Linked DNA regions of Mus musculus: regions 2, 3, 4 and 5 are each linked to region 1. A link is a contact called in public Hi-C, HiChIP or PLAC-seq and promoter capture Hi-C data. All regions are on one chromosome and are shown on one strand. The core of a region is the stretch at or near the end of the contact, and the rest is flanking DNA. Distances in the headings are between cores, read along the strand shown.

Region 1 (2,599 bases), core at 75-2,574:
CTTAGTCCACTTCGGTCCTGGGAAGTAAGGGAGGGGAGGCTAGAAGCTCACAGACCCCTAACTGCCTGCCAAAGTGGGGAGTCTGGGGCATAAGGGATGGGAACTTTTTAAGTCGACTAAAGAAGGGGTGTGTTCCTCAGTCCTCTAAACGTAAACCAGCTGTCTGGCTTGGGAAGGAGACTGAACCTCTAGAGTGGGGAATGAAGGTACTGGAGGGCCGCCGACATGGGGACAGGGAATGCCTATGCGTCCATTCTAGGGATCCGAAGTCTGTGGGCAATGAATCTGATGTCTGGCTACCAAGAACTATCTCTTCCCCTGTCTGCCTTGTTGATCTGCTTCCTACCCTTCCTAACCCCGCCCCTGCCTCCTGACAACTACTGCAAGCTTGGTGAAGTAGGCTACATTCTTGAACCCCAGGGACCCGGAGTCAGGGAACCCCGTGGAAGAGGAAAGAGTGGAGTGCGCCTCAGGGTCATCACAACCGCACCTCCAGCAGGCAGATTCTATAGGGACTTGGTCATCAGGCCAGTTTCCTTGGCCCCGGGTCCCACCCCACAATCTTGGATGACAGCAGGAGGAACACGGTTTAGAGGTTGAGAAAATCTTCTGTCGTCTCCACTGGTCCAATTTACCTCCTAATAATTGTTCGCTTAGTTGTTTGGGCAGGGAGCTGACAGGAGACCACTCCTGGAGTTCCCTCTGGGAGCCATGTGGGAACCACGGAAGAGCTCGCGGGTCCCCCCTTTCCTCGCAGCCCTCTCCCGTGCGCCGTCTGGCTCCCCCGGCTCTGGCCGCGCCTGCCTGCCGCACGCGCTCCCTCTGCGGGTGGAACTCCCGCGGCTCGGGGACACCCTTGGCCACCGCACCCTGCAAGTTCAAGGATGTAGGATCTCTGGCCACGCTGCAGCGGGTTCTGACTCCTTAGAACCGGGAAGCTGCTTGCTAGCCACACAAGGCTGCGACCACCCGGCCGCACCCCGCATACTGAATGCCCGCTGCTGCGTCCCCGGGGAAGAGAACACTCGCCCGGGCATCTTTTCTAGCGCTTTTACCCCGAGCTGTGCTGGGCAATCAGAACCCAAGCACTCTGCTGCCCTTCTCTAGCCCGTCAGAGATAGGTTCCGAGTCTCTCCTAGACAGAGTAATCCCGGGTTACAGCAGTCGGGAGCAGCACTATCATCACCACCACCTTCCCCCAAATCCCGCTTAATGCCCAGCCTTGCTTACCTGTCCTGGCGGTGCACACACAGAACCACAAAACTAAAATCACATCCATCGGCATCGCTCCGGAGGCCCCCCGCCAAGCAGGGCGCACCAACGCCAGCAAGAAACCAATGCTTCAGAAAGCCGCGGCTCTGTGGGCTCGAAGCGGCCAAACTTACTAGCGGGCGGCAGGGGAGGTGGCTCGGCGGCGCCCGGGAAAGCAACCCCGACTGCCCCGCCCCCAGCCCACCCTCCACCGCGGGTGGCGGTGGCACGGGGCTGGGGCCCTAAACCCTGCTGCAGCTGCGCTCCCCCTGAGCTAGGGCGGGAGCGCGGGGCTCCGCCACTCCCGCAGGTTGCCCTGGGAGTCTGTGCGGATTCCGCTCGCCTCCTGGACTCCGGAGATGCAAGGATCCCGGCTACCCGCGCCTCACGGCTTCACGCCCCCGCCTCTGCCACTGCGCCGCGCTGCGGGCTGCCCAAGTTGCAACAGTTCATCCAGGCCGGGTCCGAAGCCGCCCAGCCTGCGTGCGTGGGTTTTGTTCCCTAGGGGAACCAGACCTAGGCGGTGTCGAGAAGTGCTCCCAGCACCTCCTTGGGAAATAACTACTACCGATTCGCTCCAGCAAGTGGGTGGGGAGGAGCAGGTGGGGGCGGAGGAGGGGGCAGGGGACGGATGATGCCTGAGTCCCCAACCGCCACCTGTACTTGCTGTCTAGTCCCAGCCAAAGGCTCTTGTGACTGGATACTAGCTTTTAAGAGTGCTGGTTGAGGGTGTTGAGGTGGGAGTCCCTGAGCTTAGAGCAATCTATGGCTCGAATTTAAGAAGTGTTTGCTAGCTTCGTTCTACAGGCCAAATGCTGCCACATAGGGGAAGTTCTAAACCTTCTAAACCTTTTTTTTTTTTTTTTTTTTTTTTTTTTGGCTGTTGTGTGACTTTCTGGATGGTTTTCTCCAAAACCCGCTGTTTAGGTCTCGGTCTCTCTCTCTCTCTCTCTCTCTCTCTCTCTCTCTCTCTCTCTCTCTCTCTCTCTCCTTTCTTTGGAAACCCCTACTGGAACACCATTCTGTAGAGAGAAAAGCTGGGCTTTGCTGGCGACCAGTGGACAAGCAGAGGAGTCTCTCCTGTCTAGTGTACCCTCTGCTACTGGGGCCGCCCCGCTAGGGTCCCTGTACTGTGTGCTTCAGTCTATCTAGAGATGATGCAGTCACAGAACCTGAAAGGTCAGTACCTCCAGCTTACATGTTCATGCCATGTGACTCGAAGCCTCCCGCACCCCAGCTTGTCCTGTGGCTCCATCTATGGCTCCAGCTTCCCCCAACATCCAATACTACTCTGAGATACTTAAACTCATAACAACCTCCCAGATCCCAGAGGGGGGGGGGGGGAAAG
Region 2 (2,599 bases), core at 64-2,563, 870 kb before region 1:
ATTTTTAACTCTTTAAATATGTGCTGAATATATTGTAGGCAACTTCTATAGTAATAGGTTTCCATCTGACATTTTTAAAATGTCTTCAGTTTTATTTATCCTCCTCTGTAAAAGGGAAATAGAGAAACACTATCTTTATAACCTATTCTGAGTTATAGTATTATTTTAAATTCATCTTTTATTTCAAGTGAGAATACACTATATTTTGATTAAATTAAATCCCCACTTCTTACAAACTCTTCCCATCGCTCTGAAACATTTTCCCTTCCAACTTCATGTATTCTCTTTTTTAAACCTACTGAATCCACTGGGTTCTGGCAGTCAGTGCCCGGGTGTAGGACCATCTATCTCCTGGAGGCACATTCAAAGGAGAAAACTGACTCTCTCGCCCCCAGCGGCCATCAGTTGATGTGTACATCACTATGGGCAGTGAGGGCAGAACTGGCACTTTATTGCTCACTCTTCCCAGTGCCCCAGATGGCAGAAAACATCTTAGACAATCTATTTATATAACTTCATGTAATACATAAATTCATATAAATTCATGAAATTTACAAAAATATATTCTTTATATTGATGAAATTTTGTTTTTAGAGTGTTCAGCAAGCACAAGGACTAACCAATAGTTTGCCCTCAAGGAAAATTTTTTCTTACTAATTCATAGTCTGAGATATCCTTGATTCTAATGTAAAATAGAAGAAACATAAAAAGGTAGTCACAGTGAAACAGGAAGGAAAATCTCATGGTCCCCCAAAACAACTTCATTTTTCTATCATTTTTTTAGGAAAGAGGCCAAGGGGACCACTTAATAAACCTATCTAGGAACTGTCTAAAAATGTAATTTCCACCAAATCATTACCAAGTTTTGCTCTCTCTAAAATATTCTCAAAATTGGCAGTTAATTCCCACCCTAAAATGTTAATTCCCACTCCTGAAATGATAGCTTAGTATTTGGCTATTTCAAGTTTACAAAATGGCAAAGACATTAGCAACCCTTTCCCTTCACAAAAAAAGAACACAATGGCAAGCAAACCTCCTGTCCATAATAAAAACAAAGTGTAAAACCCAAATGTTCACTACAGAAGGGAAGGACTTCAAAGTCAATACAGAGCTGTGTTGCCTACAGAGTTGCATGTAATTGCTTTACTTATGACACAGAAACCTAATTCTACTTCCATGAAATTTAACAGATTTGTGGAAAGCCAGATGTTAGCAATTATGGAAACTGACATTATTCATATTCTTGGTAACAGACCTGTTTGCTCTGCACAAAGCCAACTTAATCTATTACACATATCCCAAGGCATCCAAAAGGAAGAGACACCCTATTTACATATTGCAATTGTTGTTCTCTGTTGAGCAAGTGCAAAGATACTCTCCCAAGAGACTTCTGCAAATCATCAGACAAGCTCACAGTCTGACAAGAGACAATGCACAGAAATCAACCAAAGCATTTCATGCTCAAATCCAGAGTCATTACAGCAGCCCTGTTTTACTCATTGTAAATACTAGTTTTCTGTGATTTCTTTGTGTTTCCCCTTATATGTTTATTATTTAAATGCTCCATACTTGAATAAGACTTTTCTCAATAAGATTTCATGGCTAAACTTGCATTAGAGCTAATTTTCTTACATTGGTATTTTCACAAATTCTGAAAGCTGTGATTACCATACTCAATTTCACTTTAAGAGAAGTCTAGCTGCACACAGTCTGTCTGATTCCTTCCTTGATTTGAGGTTGTGAGGTTACTTGGCCATGGAAAAAATATACTTCAGAGATGTTTATATCAGAGGCAATCAAACCATTCCCAACTTAGCCCCAAACAATTTCCCTACTCCGCCGAGAGGAAAAAAAAATGGCTTTGCAGGAATCTTAATGCCATAAAAAAAAAAAAAAAAAACAAACTGTATCAGTGCTTGCCTGAGGAGCTGAAGCTGCTACAGGTTGATCTCAGAACGCAAAACAAACCCCTTTCCCAAAGGTGAGTAGTGGGCCAAGAAAATGAACTTTTTGATTATCTCGTATTTCTCCATCTTGAATGACTTTTGCAGCATATCAGATTCAAAACAGGTGATGTGTCAGAAAAGGACATTTAACCCGGAGTTTTAACATCCAGCTGTGTGGGTTCTGACTTGGAAAACATGAGTGGCTCAGAAATGAGAACAGAGCTAGGGGGGGTTATTAGTAATAGATAGGATAGAGCACAGGGGCCTCCCCACAGCTACAATGGTACTACCTCTTTTTATGATGGCAGAAAGATAATGGGAAAAGGAACATATAGTGCACATCAGCAGAATAATTCTGATAAAATGCAGAGAAAAACAGGGGCTCCTACATCTTGCAAAGCAAAGGGCTTACAAGCCATTAAGCTGCACAGTTAACTTCAGGACTAGAATAAGGCTTCCTAGCTATGTGAGCTTATATTCTGCTTTTCCACATTTAGCTGGAAGCTCTGCCTTAGAGCACATACTATTAAGAATGAGGCTGACATACATAACACATTGGAAGGTATCACCAAGCATAGTAAGAGACTCAGATCACCTAACTGTCACAGAGCATGTCGCAAGCAAGAGGAGAAAAAACGGGGCATGCCTTCATT
Region 3 (2,599 bases), core at 31-2,530, 700 kb before region 1:
ACTGTGACATTTTATCATTGTAGGATTTAGGGTCAGAGCCTGTGCTCTGCAGCTCTAACAGACTAAGCTTGACCCTCTTCTCCAGGATACCAATTCAGGCAGTAATAGTGGGAAAAAAAACCAGAAAGGATATTTATTCAATATGACCACACTGGAAAGATGCTTATGTCAACATGTCCTATATCCTTGTCTGTCTTCCAATTCTAACAGGAAGTTTTAGGTTTAGATAGCAAAAGTTATGTGTAGCTAAGCAGTCCTGGTCAGTGCTTCATTTATCCATCATCATCAGTTCAACTTTAGTGTGTCCTGCAGCATTATCTGATATGATAGTCAGAACCACGTGACTGTTTGCTGGCAGGTAAGTGTCTCCTCTGACTGAGCACAGATCTTCAGTCATTCCTTTATTGCACCATGAAACTCTTGGGGGGGGTGGGCATTTTAATTTTACATTTTCTCAATATTAAGTTCAGCTCAACTGTGCTTGCTAACCAGGTGTACACAATGAAGTAATGCTACAATTTCTCACACCAATATCCTGGAGGCTTGTCAAAAGGAGGAACACACATTTCTCTTTCAAATATCTCTGCTCAGGCCAGCAATATGGCTTAGCAGGTAAGAGCACATGCTGCCCAAACCAATGGCCTTAGTTCAATTCCCGGACTATGATGGAAGCAGAGAACTGACTCATGTAAGTTGTCCTATGTCCTCTACACTTGTGCCTTGACATTCTCCATGTCATTCCACTGGACATCAAGCAAACAAAAAGTGGAATAAAATATCTCTTTTCCTTCTACGGTAATTATAATTTCAGTCATTTGCTACGTCTCTGGCTTTCTTTCGGGAAAGTGAAAAAATCACCAGCATTTAGAAAGTCACAACTAGGAATTGTTCTAGGATAAAAAGCTACATTGTTGCTGAGGCTTGAGATGCATCACACTTGCATCCCAGAACCAAAAGTATCTGTGTCTACAACATGGATGACAGAAACATGCCTCTAAAGCTCTGGCCTACGAATGGGTTAAAATTTTATCAACTATTCAGTCTAATAAAGCAGTGAGTTCATTGTGTGTTCTTTGAGAAAGAGTTCAATAAAAAATGTTAAAATTAAAACTCTGGCACTTTACCAGATTAAATTGCAAGGAAACATCTCAGTTGGGGCTGACACATCATTCCCTAGAGAAGTCAGAATAATTGAGGCTTTCATAAAACAACAACCGTCACTGCTCAGCATTTTCAGAGACAAGAATTGCCTGAACTTCATCAAAAAGCTGTGATGAGAAAGCCAGGCATTACCTCCTCTGTAGATGGGGAAATGGGTACTCTCTGTGTCAGCCAGCTCACACACACAGTGCTGAGTAAGTATGCTGGCTACTGTTTGAATTTTGTCTCTTGATTGCTAATGTTTCTGTTAGCTATGTTCCCTCTTGGTACTAACCATTATTGCTCTTTCTTTTAAGAAAGATGCATAGAGGAGAGTGCTGAGCTTTTGAAGTGATGGAAGGTAGATGCCTAGACTAAGCTGCTTTCAGGTGTGCTTGCTGCGTGGCTTTACACATCCAAAGACACACCAAACAATGCCCTTGCTTCTACATCAATGCCCAGTGCCCACACATACGATTGATGGCACTCAATTAATGCTGCTCTCCACTGTCTGCTTTCTCAGTGACACCAAGTTATCTCAGCACGCTATAGCTGCCTTGAAATTTCTCCACTGACTCCTGCTACAATTGAGTATTGATTGAAATTTTCTATTACTGTACTTAGTTACAAAACTTTCAATAAACAGGCCACAGGTGATGCTGAGACTGGTTTCAAGGATAGCTGAAAGACCCAAGAGCAATGGGACATCCAAGGAAAGAGCAAGGAACCTCAGCTGCTCAAGTGGAGTAAGTAGCCTGTGTTTGAATGTGACCTATGAATTCAATATGTAGCGACTTGCTTCTGACCCTCCAATGCAGCACACCTATAAGACACCAAACTGGAAATGGTTGGTGTCAACTAGATTGTATTTTAAACACAAGCAAGAGTAAAGACTAGATTAATTGCCTTGCCTGAGATAGTGTTGCACACCTGATAGCCTCCTAGTTTCACTTACATTATTATACATTGAACTCTATCTTGGGTCTTGAATTTGATACTCTCTTTCAGCTCAAGCACAAATCCAGGTACTGCAGTCACAGAGAAACATAAGGCGTAATTACCACCATAAAACCTTAGTAAAGGGATGAGAAGCTATGATGAATAGACACATCTTTCTTGCCATTTACTTTTGTAAGGAAAGTTTAGTTGCAAGCTTGCTAAGCTTTCTAATTTTCATATTGTCTTTGACTGTTTCTAGCCATGATGGTATAGAACAGAGGGATATATGGCATACTTTACACACACCACAAACCCAAATACCAACTAACTGCTTCGTTGTTAAGAAAGGAAAAAGCGTGGGTCTGGAGAGTTTGCTCAGTGGTCAAAAGCACTTGCTGCTCTTCCAGAAGACCTGAGTTTGGGTCCAGAATCAATTTGGTGGTTTATAACCATCCATAACTACAGACCCATGCAACCAATGTCATCTCTGACCTCTGACTAAGCACAGATGTGATATAAA
Region 4 (2,599 bases), core at 58-2,557, 650 kb before region 1:
GATAAATGTCCTAAGCCACTGTTCTATATTAAGTTCCTATCATAAGACATCGGTCCCCAGAATAATTAGAAGACACGTTGGCTGATTCTGACACCTGAGTTCAATCTATGACTATTTTCCAGGAAACATTGAATGAGGCTAAGTTTAAAATCACACATGACATGATACCCAACATTCTTTCATAGTGTGGACTATGGTCTTATTTGAAATCATGTATGCTTATATACACTATACTATATACAAGAAATGGGCAGAAGCAAGGCATTTTGTCACAATCTCAAGTTATCTGTAGGAATTGTTTTCCACAATGCCTGGCACAACAGTTTACACTGGAACTGCTTGCTGATTGGAGCCTATGTTATTATTTGAACAAATGTTATTATTTGCCAATGTCATGGTGTAATTATGAGCATGCCTGGACACTAGTCTACATTGAGAATACTAGTCTACACATATTTAGGGTATAGAAAGTTTTGAATTTGAACTTCAGCTCTGCTATTTACTAGTTTTGTATAGGCATGAAAAGTCTTGTCTCTGTGCTTGCTAGCTCTCTTTGTCTTTCTGTCTCTTACTCTCCCTTCCTCCTCAACTCTCTTCCTCTTCCTATTTTTCCCTCTTTCTTCCTGCTTATATCTGTTAAAATATCTTCTTAATAAGTGCCAAATCTGCTTCTGAAAACCTATAAGCAACATTCAAATACCGAATTAGCCACAGATCAAAGTTGGTTCTTTATATGGAAGACTAATATCTTCTAAACACTCCCAATCCAATCAAATTATGAAGGGCTGAAGGCCAATTGTTCCTGAAGAAACATTTATCTGCACATAATCTCTAGTCTTATTGCTGAGGTAGAGTTTGGGTGATGTTGAGAAGAAGGTCAAATGCTTCTGAAATCACTGTGAGAAATGATGGACAGCCTCTTTCACACCAGGAAATGAGCATGAGAAGTAATTTTTAGGCTTTTAAGAGGTAGTATAAAGTGCTAAAGACATTTCTGTAGTTTGGACTGGAATCAAAAATGATCCTGCCAATTGGCTTACTGCATGACCTTGATTGAGAATATTTACCTTCAGCAAAATAGGGTATTATACTAGTGTGACAGAACAAAGGTAAAACCCAAACAAAAGCTTACAGTGTCTAATGTGATATCTAAGCTAACACCCCGGGAACTTTCTTTTCTTTCAAGGCATTTTAGGGCCTGCTTGCTCTAAAGTCCTTTTTCTTTTGATGAGATTCCTGTACGGTGACATCAACCCCATGGGATGATCAAAACAAACCTGTTAGACATACTGTGCCTAAGAGGTTCAAGGAGGAAATTAAACCCTTTACTGTGTGTATAATTAGAAATAATATCAGCAGCTTAGGATGCTGTCACAAGATAGTGCCGTAAAATGACTTCCCATTGCTAGATAAATTTCAAAGGAAGTTTGAGAGACTGCTAGGGAACTGGAGAAGAGGAAGAAGTGAAATTAAATGCTTAGAGGAAGTAAAGAAGAAAATACAGCTCAATGATCCCTGGGAAAACATCTTCCTAAAACTAACTCATTATAATCTTGTAATTGAATCGGTGTACTCTGCAGTAAGAAAATCTGAGCCAGTTGCTACCCCACAGAGAAAACAGATGCTCCTCCCACACCTGTTTGTTCTTCAAGTCTAAGAAATGCAAGGTCATAGAGGCCATAGACACTTCCACATCCTCATCCTCGTTGTCTATTAATATCCTCAGGGGGAAACTTTGAGGCTTAATCTCCTCTCATTATCTGCAGCTTAATTTTGTGATATCTTGGCTCAGAGATCAGATTCCAAATCCGCCTCATTTAATTTAGTGCATATTCTATGTGTCAACACTGGTGTCTTTAATAACTTCCTAGTAGGATCGACTGTGCTCTCCTTGGCATGCCTACACTTCTGTTATGCTTCACAATACACTCAGAGATGTATGGACTGATGGACAGAGCCATTGAATGACTCACTAAAACCATCTGATAGTCAGCATCAAAGCCAGTGTCCTAGCCTGGAGGAGCTCTAGGACTTCACACAATCAGAGTATAGTAACGCTTCCTTAGAATTGTGTCTCATTTAGGCTTTTCACGTAGTCTATCTTCTAACATGACAAATGGCTCAATGTTTCTGGGAAGACATAAGACTAGAGAATCATACTCCATAATTTTTAATGAATTCTGAGTATAAAATGAACTTAGTTTCATACTCTCCAATGAAAGCTTTATCTCATTTCTTATTGAAGTATAGTTGAATTTTCTTTCTTAGAATGGAGGCTCACTATTGAGCACTCCATTGAAAGAATGCCTTCTAATTTGAATAAGTGTGAGAGATGTGTTTCTACCCTTCCCTGTAGCACAGATCACAAAACCTGACCAGGGTCCACGTTCAAGGTCACAGTTCATTGCCCCCAAATTAATGTTGCATGTTTAGAACCAAGAGTCTAGGAAGAAACCAATATGTGGTATGTTTAAAATTATAGACATTGTGAAGCAGAGCTCTTACTGGGAAAGAGGTATTCTAGCTGTGTGTGCCTATAAATTTTGATGGGTCTGTGTGCTTGGGAATCTGTAGAATAAATTTTAAATAGGAGGAAAAG
Region 5 (2,599 bases), core at 43-2,542, 600 kb before region 1:
AGAATATGCTGTGAGTTGAAATACAGAAATTCATGGACATATTTGATATTAAATGAAGCAAAAACTTGAAGGCAGGTAATTGAGACAACAGTGTGGAATGACCAGTCTTAATTATCCTAATATTCTACTGAAGGAAGTGGGCAGTGAGCAGGACTCCCAGATTATGTTTGGAGTTGTATACTATATGTAAATATTACTCAGTTTCTCCTTTGCTGTATTTGGCTAAATGAATTAGTGATTAAAAACAGAGTCACCAATATGTGTTGGTGTCATATTCAGACAAGAAATCAAAAACTTCCTTCTGAGAGTAGTGTGGCTAAGAATAAACTCAGATCTGAATTCTTTACCACTCTATCTCTCTGAAGCTGTGGTTTCTGGTCTATCTGTACTCTGTTGTGAATCTGGGTCTACCTGAATAAAGTCTCATTAATCTGTCCTTAACAATGGCCTTTGCTCACTTTTTTATTGGACAACATAGAAAGTATCACAAGGCGGAGGAATGAGAGCTACTTTATAGAAATATTTAATAGAGTTTCCAAAGGGATTAAGTTACTGACTTCAATTGACCCCATCTGACCAAGATAAAAAAACAGAGGTTATAAGGCAATATCCAAATAGTGCTTCCAGTGTTTATGGTGGATATTAGTTTTATAAGATTGCTTTTAACATATTTGCTGTTTCGAGCATTTATTTACCACTATGCACAACACACATGCATTACTTAAGGTCAGGGGCAAGGAAAAAATACATGACTCAAAATTAAAGCTATATATTAAATTAGGTTTTAAGAGCCGAAACCTGAGAGATCAAAGCAGGGAAGGCTGGCTAGCTCTTTGTTCTCTTAAAGACAGGTTAAAGAAAGAGCAGAGTAGGCAGTCTTAAGTCTTTTTGAGATCCAGAAAAACTTTCTCTCTCTTAGAATGTAAGAGATACTTTAATAATAATTCTATCACCATGTTTTGCTGCCTGAATAGAGACCTGAATCAATCAACCTGACTAAGATAATAGTAAAAAGAATAATATGTTTGTAGACCCAAGAACAGCATTCATCCTAGACACCTAGCCACTTAACTCTCGGCTCCTACTCAAAACAGTGATAGGTAAGGCAGCATGTGTGAATCTGATAGAAAATGATAGAGTTCTAACAGATACCCAATAACCTGTTCCCATGGTTTCCATTGTTCACCGGGTGTGGCTACAGAGTGGCTTCGCAAGGAAGCTCACCTGTTCAAGGTTGTCAGCAGCTGCATCCCTTTCTCAGCTGCATCCCTCCAACAGCAGAGAGACAGACAACAGTAGCAGGTCGTGCTCAGGTGGCTTATGGGACAGACCTGAAGGTAGCACCTATCTCTGGCTCACATTGAATTTGATAAGACCTTACCCATGCTATATCTAGCATTAAAATAAAATGTATGTGTGCCTGTGAAGTACGGGAGGACATAGGTATTTGTTCATTCATTAAAAGTTAATAGAACACTGCAGGTGTGGTGATTCAAACCTTGAAACTTACCACCCAGGAGATGGAGACAGAGGCAGATGGATTTCTGTGAGTGCTAGGCCAGATCGTCTAAACAGTGGTTTTCAGGACAGCCAGGGCTCTGTAGAAATCCTATCTCAAAAAGAAAAGAAAGAAAGAAAAGGAAAGGAAAGGAAAGGAAAGGAAAGGAAAGGAAAGGAAAGGAAAGGAAAGGAAAGGAAAGGGAAAAAGGAAAAGGAAAAAGGAAAAGGAAAAAGGAAAAGGAAAAAGGAAAAGGAAAACGGGAAGGGAAGGGAAGGGAAGGGAAGGGAAGGGAAGGGAAGGGAAGGGAAGGGAAAAGGGAAGGGAAAAGGGAAGGGAAAAGGGAAGGGAAAAGGGAAGGGAAAAGGGAAGGGAAAAGGGAAGGGAAAAGGGAAGGGAAAAGGGAAGGGAAAAGGGAAGGGAAAAGGGAAGGGAAAAGGGAAGGGAAAAGGGAAGGGAAAAGGGAAGGGAAAAGGGAAGGGAAAAGGGAAGGGAAAAGGGAAGGGAAAAGGGAAAAGGGAAGGGAAAAGGGAAGGGAAAAGGGAAGGGAAAAGGGAAGGGAAAAGGGAAAAGGGAAAAGGGAAAAGGGAAGGGAAAAGGGAAGGGAAAAGGGAAGGGAAAAGGGAAGGGAAAAGGGAAGGGAAGGGAAGGGAAGGGAAGGGAAGGGAAGGGAAGGAAAGGGAAGGAAAGGGAAGGGAAGGGAAAAAAAAAGAAGGGGTAATAGTTCTTTATTTTTTTAATAATTCTTTTTTTATTTTTTATTAGGTATTTTCCTCATTTACATTTCCAATGCTATACCAAAAGTCCCCCATACCCTCCCCGCCACTCCCCTACCCACCCACTCCCACTTTTTGGCCCTGGCGTTCCCCTGTACTGGGGCATATAAAGTTTGCATGTACAATGGGCCTCTCTTTCCAGTAATGGCCGACTAGGCCATCTTTTGATACATATGCAGCTAGAGACATAAGCTCCAGGGTACAATTCTAATCTTGCCTTAAACATGATCAAAGCAAAGAAGTGTTTTTATTCTCTGTATACAACCTGACCCAATACATATGCATCACTGGCTGCTTCTCTGAGATTCATTTTTACTATTTTTAA

The links. Promoter capture Hi-C pulls out the DNA fragments that hold promoters and counts their contacts. A called contact is a pair of places that touch in the nucleus more often than the background predicts. HiChIP or PLAC-seq counts read pairs in DNA pulled down with a chosen protein or histone mark.
Region 2: a promoter capture Hi-C map of second pharyngeal arch cranial neural crest shows a contact between it and region 1, with 4 times the contacts expected there. The contact joins the enhancer-like site here to the promoter of Nell1 in region 1. A contact is called at or near these places in 7 of 39 promoter capture datasets (the 3T3-L1 cell line, cranial neural crest, embryonic stem cells and 3 more), 2 of 115 datasets of contacts at active chromatin or transcription factors (embryonic forebrain and stem cell-derived neural progenitor cells) and 1 of 9 other capture datasets (embryonic stem cells).
Region 3: a contact with region 1 is called in an H3K27ac HiChIP or PLAC-seq map of SST interneurons, with 13 times the contacts expected there. The contact joins the enhancer-like site here to the promoter of Nell1 in region 1. A contact is called at or near these places in 6 of 39 promoter capture datasets (the 3T3-L1 cell line, frontonasal cranial neural crest, liver and 2 more), 2 of 484 Hi-C or Micro-C datasets (the C10 cell line and the HPC-7 cell line), 5 of 115 datasets of contacts at active chromatin or transcription factors (SST interneurons, embryonic stem cells, forebrain and 2 more) and 1 of 9 other capture datasets (embryonic stem cells).
Region 4: a contact with region 1 is called in a Hi-C map of nephron progenitors, with 2.3 times the contacts expected there. The contact joins the enhancer-like site here to the promoter of Nell1 in region 1. A contact is called at or near these places in 10 of 39 promoter capture datasets (the 3T3-L1 cell line, 3T3-L1-derived adipocytes, the C10 cell line and 6 more), 1 of 484 Hi-C or Micro-C datasets (nephron progenitors), 5 of 115 datasets of contacts at active chromatin or transcription factors (SST interneurons, embryonic stem cells, forebrain and 2 more) and 1 of 9 other capture datasets (embryonic stem cells).
Region 5: an H3K4me3 HiChIP or PLAC-seq map of neural tube shows a contact between it and region 1, with 5 times the contacts expected there. The contact joins the promoter of Nell1os here to the promoter of Nell1 in region 1. A contact is called at or near these places in 7 of 39 promoter capture datasets (cranial neural crest, embryonic stem cells, frontonasal cranial neural crest and 3 more), 1 of 484 Hi-C or Micro-C datasets (cortical neurons) and 4 of 115 datasets of contacts at active chromatin or transcription factors (SST interneurons, embryonic forebrain, neural tube and 1 more).

The regions. Positions count from the first base shown.
Region 1 is chr7:49,974,075-49,976,673 of GRCm38.p6, reverse strand. It overlaps Nell1 (NEL-like 1), which reads right to left and starts at 1,324. Exons shown (of 20, transcript NM_001037906.2): 1 at 1,231-1,324. The coding sequence starts at 1,285.
Region 2 is chr7:50,841,580-50,844,178 of GRCm38.p6, reverse strand. The region is part of intron 16 of Nell1 (NEL-like 1); the gene reads right to left. Among named protein-coding and RNA genes, the nearest start is that of 4933405O20Rik, 240 kb to the right of the region's middle. Within about 2 kb of position 1,313, at least 1 of the 459 cell types and tissues checked has an H3K27ac peak or open chromatin away from gene starts, as enhancers often do. A contact at or near this core is called in second pharyngeal arch cranial neural crest, where this site is marked.
Region 3 is chr7:50,674,287-50,676,885 of GRCm38.p6, reverse strand. All of the region lies in intron 14 of Nell1 (NEL-like 1), which reads right to left. Among named protein-coding and RNA genes, the nearest start is that of 4933405O20Rik, 76 kb to the right of the region's middle. Within about 2 kb of position 1,280, at least 5 of the 459 cell types and tissues checked have an H3K27ac peak or open chromatin away from gene starts, as enhancers often do. A contact at or near this core is called in SST interneurons, where this site is marked.
Region 4 is chr7:50,628,064-50,630,662 of GRCm38.p6, reverse strand. All of the region lies in intron 14 of Nell1 (NEL-like 1), which reads right to left. Among named protein-coding and RNA genes, the nearest start is that of 4933405O20Rik, 30 kb to the right of the region's middle. Within about 2 kb of position 1,307, at least 2 of the 459 cell types and tissues checked have an H3K27ac peak or open chromatin away from gene starts, as enhancers often do. A contact at or near this core is called in nephron progenitors, where this site is marked.
Region 5 is chr7:50,574,577-50,577,175 of GRCm38.p6, reverse strand. It overlaps Nell1os (NEL-like 1, opposite strand), which reads left to right and starts at 1,292. Exons shown (of 4, transcript NR_045928.1): 1 at 1,292-1,337. All of the region lies in intron 14 of Nell1 (NEL-like 1), which reads right to left.